Linked DNA regions of Macaca mulatta: region 1 is linked to region 2. The links are chromatin contacts, called in public Hi-C maps. All regions are on one chromosome and are shown on one strand. The core of a region is the stretch at or near the end of the contact, and the rest is flanking DNA. Distances in the headings are between cores, read along the strand shown. Region 1 holds the start of LOC144339466. Region 2 holds the start of SSR3 (signal sequence receptor subunit 3).

Region 1 (4,217 bases), core at 1,371-3,870, 120 kb after region 2:
GTGCCATTTTTCCCTTTGAGGCAATTAACATTCAGAAAGCAGTAGCGGAGAGAGGCTGAGAAACTAGCCAGAGTTTTCAACTGTCTCAAGGGGAGTGGGTGTGGGATTGGGCAGGTAAAAATTTTGAGTTCCGGACCTAAGGAGAAAAGATTTTAAGTTGGAACTGGGTTATACCCTGGAAGTAACTTTTAATTATTCTCCAATTGGATTAAGGTGGTCTGTCCCTAATCTAAATGACTACCAATATGTCACACCTCCCAATATTCACAATCTTGTGTAGTTCCTTCCCACACTGACGCTGAGCTTGGCCATGTGACTTGCTTTGGCCAGTGACACATTAGTAAGCATGATAAAAGTAAAGGCTTGCACATTGAGGCTTGTCTTTTTGGAATGTCCCCTCTTGCAATCCTAAGATTATGATGCTGTGAGGAAGCCTAAATTAGCCATATGGAGAAGCCATGTAGAGAAAAACCAAGGTATATAGCTAACAGACTTCTTTCTGTTCCAGCATCCTTAGCTTGTGGCTTCCATCTCCATATTTTCCACATCATGTTCACATTCATTTTTGTCATGAAACTCCATCTCCATCCTCAAGTCCCAAGACTTATGACCCTAGTTAAGCCATTCCAGCCAGGCCCCATTATGCCCACACTAATTGAAGCCCCAGACATCATGGAGCAGAAATGAACCACCTGTACTATGTCCTGACTGAATTCCTGTGCCAGAGAATTCAGAATCATGAGCAAATAAAAGAGCCATTGTTTTAAGTCATTATATTTTGGGGGTAGTTTGAACACAGCAATAAATAACTGAAGTACTACTAAAAGCATAACGAATGTATAACAACCTAATTGTTAGAAGGGAGTGGAATTAAAAATAATCTACAAGAAGGCACAAAAGGACAGAAAAGAAAACAGAAGAAATGAGAAAAATAGAAAGCCAAGAGTAATACGGTAAATTCAAATATGAGCTTCTAGGCGATTCTGTGTATGAGTAGACACAGACCAAGATCTGTCTCAGTAAGATTTTAAATGTAAAGTTTTTCATCTTTTACCTATTATCCTCTGAATTCCGCCCATATCATTCTCACCTTAGTTTAATGGCCCTGCCTTGATGCAATTTGAAATAAGCTGCTGAGGAGATAACACCCTTAATCTATTCATTGCTGGTGTGCTTACCCAGTCTGGTTTAGAACAGTTTAATAAAGGCTTAGAATCATAATGTCTATGATTATTACCTTTTAGCTCCTAGGTTTTACTGACTTCCATGTCTGGAATTACCAGCACTTTCGTTTTTTCATACATACGGATTATATGAACTAAATGTATTGTTTCTTCCTTCACTACTGAAAATCTACTCAATATATGGAGTTACACTTTAAAGTATTTTACAGCCCAGAAAATATGGCCATTCTGTATGTGCTGTGTATTTCAGAGGTGCTCTGCAAGCTCCATGAGGACAGGCATGAAGTCCAGGCTACATGATTGGTACGTAATAGACGCTCTGAGAGACATTTGCTGAATGAATAAATTAGTCACTACGGCGTTTGTGGGCTTTAAAACACAAGTAAATGAGCTTCTATCATCAAAACCTCAGAGCTAGGTTCCCCTTCTGCAAGGTGGCGTACAAGGCCCACGAAACAGTCGGCCGCCGCAGGTGCGCAGCCCGTCCGGCCTGTCCGGCGCGGGGCAGGCGACCTCGTCTGGTGGCAGTGGCGGAGGCAGCCGTTTGCTTCCTCACAGGGTGCGTCGACATCAGGGGCTGGAGGCGTCTGGGGAGGAGGCAAATAAACAAAGCCAACCGCACCGAAACGGGTCGTTCCGTTTCACATCCTCCCTCGGGTGCCTGGGTCTCCTCGGAACAAAGTGACCCACCATCTGTCCGCAGGCAGGTGGAGCCCGTCCCACGCGGCACACGCCTTCCTTTCTCACAGCCGCGTGGAGACGCGGACCCGCGGGGACACCGCCGGCGCGAGAAAGGACACGCCCCCTCGCGGGAACACAAGTACACGGCACACAACCCGCGCGCCTCCCCTCGAACGAACGCGCACGCGCGCGCAGGGGGCGGGTCTTCTTCTCGGCACCCACTGAGCGCCCGGCCTCCTCACCCCACCCCACCGCGCTCCGGCCGCCCAGGCTCCGCCTCCGCGACGGGCCGTCGGGAGGAGGCGACCGGAAGCCACTTAAAGCAGAGATCGAGGTGACAGGCGAGCTGGCTGGACTCGGAGCGCGATCGAGGCTTTCTGCGTTCGCGGCGGCGGAATGGCCCGTGCGCGGCTGGCCGCGTCGCCGCTCTGTGGTCCGTAGACGCCGGCTCCCGCCTTCGGCGCTGACCTCCGGCGCGGACACTGCTTTCGACTCGGCTCCTGTCGTCCGTTCTCTCAGGGTCCCTTTCAGGTAAAGGGCTCCGGGAGGGCACTGAGGGGCTGAGGGACCCTAGCGGGGAGTGCGAGCGCCGGCCTCGCGGCTCCGGCCCCGCGCCGGGAGTGTGCCGGGCTCTCGCGGATCGGGTGATTGATTTTGAGACTGCCCTTTGTACCGAATTCACTCGGGTCCCGTCAGCATCAAGATGGAATTGGTTACACTTCTTAGGCACTTAGAGCTTCTGGCAGGTGTATACATCAGACCGAGGCGCCGAAGGATTTAGTTGGGGTCGCCGGCGCCTGCCCCTTCCCCGTTGGTCAGGGTGGGGGCGCGTCTATGCGGCCTCCCCCGCGGGCCGACCCCGGGTGCTCTGAGGCGCCGAGGAGCCCTTCCCAGAGCCGGGGGAGGGCACGGCGGCTGCGGGAGTCTTCCGGCTACCCCGCGTTTCGGGCTGCAGCCCAGAAGTTTGGAAGCTGTTTTCACGTTAACTTTGAGAGCGCGCAAGTCTTCGTCTTCCTCCCCGCCGCCGCGGGAAGCGCCAGCCGCGTTTCCCCGGCGCTTCGCGGCTCAGTTCTGCGAGCCCCCAAGACCCGCTGGACGCTCTTCGGGAGGTGGGCTGAGGGGATAAAAAAGAATTAAAGGCAGAAGGCGCTGCGAGTGGCCTCTCGGATGTAGGGAGGCCGGGGCGGGTCGTTGGTCCGAAGGAGGCTGGACAGGGGTTGGGGGGCGCCCAGGCGCCTGCTGAGGGGAAGGCGGGGGCGGGGACGCCCGGGAACACCCGGAATTGCAGAGCCGGGCGGCGCCTCAGCGGCGCTGCGCGGAGTTGGCGCGGCCCGGGACCAGGAGCTGAGCAAACCGCCGCGGCCGGCAGGAGGCGTCGCTCGGACCCGGGCTCGGCGCCGGGGTGTCGCGCGGCGGCGGGCGGGCAGGCTTTGGAGCGGCGGTTTCTTCGGAAAGTGCATTCGGCCGGGAGTGCTGGAGAACCCCGGCGTCACGAGGTGAGGGGTGTCGCGGGGTGTCGCGGTGTGTCGCCTGCCGCTGGAGACCAGAGGATGTGTCCTTCGCATCTTTATTTTTCTGTTATGAAAACTAATTGAGGAACTAGGTTCTAGTGGCTTTCCACCTCCAGCCACTCCTCCAGTTCTCTGCTGCTTCCTCCCAGTTTTGTTTCCGAGTTTGATGAAGGGCAATAATAGGAAAAGTTGCGCGCGCGCTTGCGTGTGTACTTGCAGACACACATATAAATAAAATCGATTTCGTGTCTCTTTTACCTTGATTGGGTTTGATAGGAGTGGTTAGAGTGTGTGCGCGTGGGGAAAGCGCAGTCCGGTTTGGTATGGTGGAGAGGGAATACCACAGTCTGTGCCAATTGTGCCTTGAGGCAGTAGCACCAAATGATGAATAATAACGCCTGGCTTGGCTGCTTTCCAGTTGATTTATGTCTCATGTCAGATCCCTTCTTCTTCGTGAAGCTTTCCCTAACAATGCCAGCTCACAGTGAACTCTCCTTTTTCTGCCTTTTCCTTTTGTACTTATGTACATTTAACACTTTGTTATAAACTGTGCTTTGTATTTTACTTTTATGAATGTGATGGACTTCTTACACATAGATTTATGACTCTCTCCAATTAGATTTTTAATATTCACTTTTGGGGACACTCAGTTTTATCTTTCGTTGTTGACCCACAAACACCAAAGAACTAAGCATTTGATAGGTGCTTTTCTTAAGTAATTCAGCCGACAAAATATATGTGGAACACCAGCTGTGTGCATTGTGGTAGCTAGGCACTTTACTGGGCACCTAGGATGCATATTTGATTAAGTCATGGGACCTTGCGTCACAGATCTCTTTCA
Region 2 (4,286 bases), core at 647-3,146:
GATCATTTCTTTAACTTCCAAAAACAATACGTGAAGAGCCCAGAACAATTCTCTCCATAAAGAATTACATTTAGCTTTTGAAATGTTAATTTACTTGGTGGGTTTGTTTCTCCGATGAACCTCCTATTAAGGCTTGGGCTTAGGTGTTCTAATTCCACCCTCAAAATCTTCTGTAGCCATGTCAGAATGATTGTCTCCACTTCAGTTAGTTAATAATTCTTCCTAGCATCAATGTTCCTTTCCCCCAAAATATATATATTAATACATAGATATCTCAAATTAATGCTTATTAAAACCAACACACACAAACGATCTCTAAGAAGACATAAAAATACAACACGTAGTACGTACTTTCACTTGAAAAACATACTTACTTGTGCTTGAGAACAAATTTCACATTCTTGTATGCAAAGGCTACCAAATATGTGCTTACTAGGGTCATCACACTATACAAAACAGCAGACTGAATAAGATCCATATGCCATATTCTCCAGTATAACCCTGAATTAAAATAAAAGGGGGAAAGTACAAAAAGAAACAAAACATTACAACCCCATAACAAAAGCCTGCGAAATTATTTAAAGCTAAGCCTGGTAAAATACCAGGTTATTAGTTATGCAATCAATACAGTATCTGAGGATCTTCAGAAGTGAGATAACCAGTTAACAGTATAGTCTCAAGCCTTCCAGTTCAGAACATTTGAAAAACATCACCTTCCTATTACTAGTTCAGATGAGATTTCTGCTTCTAAAATGAGAACAAACTCTGGCTCAACGTAATCACAAGTCAGACTTCGAATTTCATTCATCAGGGTACTAGCATGCTAAATACAGGCCATTCCAAAATGCCACGTGCAGTCCCAAACCATAGTTTCCTTGCTGACGTGGCTGTTATCAGAAATCCAAGCAGTGCTGTCAAATGAGTGAGCCATAATATGGCTTCACATCACGTTTATTGCACGCTGGGTTGTATAAGGACAAAAGAGAAAAATACATTTGGTTTTAAATGCCCCAACAACAGTGCAGCAAAAGACAAGAGTTCTGGAACCTTGAGCTCTACTAAAAACAACATTGTGCAAGTCTGCACTTTCCCAACCCAGTGAGAATTCTAGAATTGGTACAGTGGGATTATTTAAAAAGTCTAAACAAGGTAGATCCCCAACCCCTGGCACTTCAATTTCTCTCTTTCTGCAAAAACCAGGAAAATTATGCAGTGGTGTAAAGTAGCTCACGTAAAGATGCACTTCTAATTCAGTGGGTTACTTCATGGGTCTCTCACCTAATTAATTTATACAAAATAAGTAATAACGTAAGTTTAAAATTTCGTAACGGCAAGCAACAGTTGTATGGAAAAGAGCAGCAGGCAGTATGCTTGAGTGTGTTTAAATACAGATTCGGGGCCGCCACCCCAGAACTAGTTAACCACCTTCTCCGGGGGTAGAGCTCGGGAACGTGCGTACTTTTAACAAGTGACCTCCCGGAGTGCTTTAACAGGAGAATCCCAGGCGACAACGCCGTGCCAAAAGAAGAGGCTCTGTGCCTCCCCGAGCTCAGGGGACCTGGAGAGATCGCAGACCCCCGGCCGGCACCCGCGCCTGGCCTGCTCGCTGGGTCCTGCCACGTCCCCGCCCAGCCCGACCCGCCCGCGGCCTCCCAAACCAGCCTCGCTCCCAGCACTCACAGATGGGGATGGCGGACACGATGAACGCGTTCCCGAAGAAGAGCGCGGAGGACTTGGCCGAGAGATTGCGGCTGAAATCCTGCAGGAGCAGGTCCTCCTCGGACTGCTGTTTGGAGCTGCCTTTGGGAGCCATGGCGGAGCAGGAGGCGAGAACTTGGAAGGTAGAGCCGGCCGCCAAGGCGGGCAAAGGCCCCTGACTCCGCCCCTGCGGCCGCCGTATCCGCTAACGACCCGTCAGCGCGGCGCGCGGAGGCGGGACCCGGCTTGGCGGAGAGCAAGCTTCCCCAGGAATGGCCAACCTGGCGCCGCTAGCTAGGATTCCGGGCGTGATTGGGCGAGCGGACCAGACTTCCGGATTCCTGGAAAGCCACGTGACCCGTCCACCTCGAGGAGAGAGAAGGGATTTGTAGTTTAGTGGGTGCTTTAAAAAAAAATTGACAAAACTTTATTTATATTCCACTTCAGAGCTGATGACAGGGTCATGAGTTCTCAGTTCTTCAGAATTCCAAAATTAAAAGCTCTTCTGGCCCCACGCCATTAGTGCCCTCTGTACGTACCCAGGACTGAGTACATTGAAGGAGAAAGAAGAGAAAGGTATAGCTAACTCATGTAAAATCCCTTCTCCTTTACACATCCTTTATTTCACCAAATACCTTGAAGAATCTTATGACGTGCGCGTCATTACCGCCACTGAAGATGAAGAGCCTGAGGGTGGTAGATCTGCGGTGTGGCTCTCCAAGGTGTGGGCTCTTTTCACTAAACAGTAGGCCACCTCTGTAGGAAGAAAATGGGACTCTTGTTTTTGAGAAACTCATGATCTTACTGATGAAGGTAATATTTAATATATGTCTGATACACTTACAAGTTACTTACTATTTTATTTCAAATAAACGTATAGAGTTTTGTGGCTTCCAAAGCCATGCTAAATAAAACATAATACTAAGAACAGGTTGGCTAGGCAGGACTCCTTCTCTGAAGCTCAGAAAGATTTAAGTATGCCTATTAAAACAGCTGGATTCCATTTTTAACTCAACACATTATCTTTTATTCAAAAAAAAAAAAAAAATTCCACCACATCACTCCCAGCAAATGCTGCTTTTCATTACTGAGAACACGCCAGTGCATTAGGCACAACTTCCTCAACCTCCAGCCTCCTTATCAACAGTTTTGTAGATACCTTTCTTCCTCACAGTATTCAAATTGTAATCTACCTCCACAGCTTCCTATTACTAGTCCTAATTGAGCTTTTGTCTTCAATATTTTCCAATCTATTCTCTATACAGGTACCAGAGTGAGTTTTCCTGAAATATAAATCCTTCCATTATCTACTGCAAGTATTCCTTAATGCCAGAAATTTTCATTAATTCACCACAAAATGAAAAAGAAAACAGACCATCTATTGAATTTTTCAGAAAATCAAAAGTATTCATTTTAAAATATCTGGGTTTATGTCTTTTTTGATGTTAAAAATGCTCCTTATTACATGGTAGTGATAGAAAAAGAAAGTATTATTTTTCTCTTACAACATACTCCTCCCCCAGTTTTTCCTATCTCAGTTGCATTCTTTTAAACCCATTTGCTCTGGTTAAAATGGTGGGTTTCAACACTAATTATTTTTTTCCTTCTCCATCTGTGACCAATTCATAAATAAAACTTTTTGGATCTGTCTCTATAACTAGATTTTCTTTTGCCTATTTATAAACAAACAAAGGATATAAAAAGAAGATAAAAGATAAAAATCAGAGGCTGGGCACAGTGGCTCATGCCTGTAATTCCAGCACTTTGGGCGACCAAGGTGGATGGATCACAAGGTCAAGAGATCGAGACCATCCTGGCCAACATGGTGAAACCTCGTCTCTACTAAAAATACGAAAATTAGCCTGTCATGGTGGTACACACCTGTAGTCCCCAGGTACTCAGGAGGCTGAGGCAGGAGAATCACTTGAACCCGGGAGACGGAGGTTGCAGTGAGCCAAGATCGCACCGCTATACTCCGACTCCAGCCTGGCAACAGAGCAAGACTCCATCAAAAAAAAAAAAAAAAAAAAAAACTCACAAAACTAAAAGATCCAAAGAGACAACAATCATCTTTCTTTTAAAAGAAGAAAAGAAGAAACAATAATTATGAGATTAAAAAGAATTATGCCTGAGAAAAATATTTTAACAACTAAAATAGGAAAGATAAAAGTTTGAAATGTTGAGTGGATATAAATGTTACAATTGATATAATAAAAGAACTAATAGAAAAAAATTAATACATTTTTTAAAGCTACAGATAACTATAAACAGAAGATAATCTAAAATAGGAGTTTTAAATTACTTTCATGGGGGGTAAATTAGAGAAATATGATAGGGAATAATACTTATGATATAACATTTTTGGTAATGGCAACAATTACAGTTATGAAGGTAGCACGCTTGGAGTACTGAAGCAGTGTTTTCTTGCACCAGAGCTACCTAGTTCCCTTTGAAAAGCAAGCAGCAAGACCTAAGGATCACTTGTATGTGGCATATATAGCTGTGGCACACTGGACAAGCAGGGTATACAATGTGCTAAGAAACAGAAAGAGAAGTGGGTAATAAATTCTACCCAAGCAAAGATCTAC

The links. Hi-C and Micro-C count contacts between places; a contact is called where the count stands out from the background.
Region 1: a contact with region 2 is called in a Hi-C map of fetal cortex germinal zone, with 2.6 times the contacts expected there. The contact joins the promoter of LOC144339466 here to the promoter of SSR3 in region 2. A contact is called at or near these places in 4 of 14 Hi-C or Micro-C datasets (fetal cortex germinal zone, fetal cortical plate, fibroblasts and 1 more).

Annotation. Positions count from the first base shown.
Region 1 is chr2:59,858,083-59,862,299 of T2T-MMU8v2.0, forward strand. It overlaps LOC144339466, which reads right to left and starts at 2,621. Exons shown (of 4, transcript XM_077994099.1): 1 at 2,583-2,621; 2 at 1,875-2,435; 3 at 1,592-1,771. The coding sequence starts at 2,621. It overlaps TIPARP (TCDD inducible poly(ADP-ribose) polymerase), which reads left to right and starts at 2,190. Exons shown (of 6, transcript XM_015131864.3): 1 at 2,190-2,396.
Region 2 is chr2:59,736,835-59,741,120 of T2T-MMU8v2.0, forward strand. SSR3 (signal sequence receptor subunit 3) reads right to left here and starts at 1,897. Exons shown (of 5, transcript NM_001266544.1): 1 at 1,681-1,897; 2 at 375-501. The coding sequence starts at 1,813.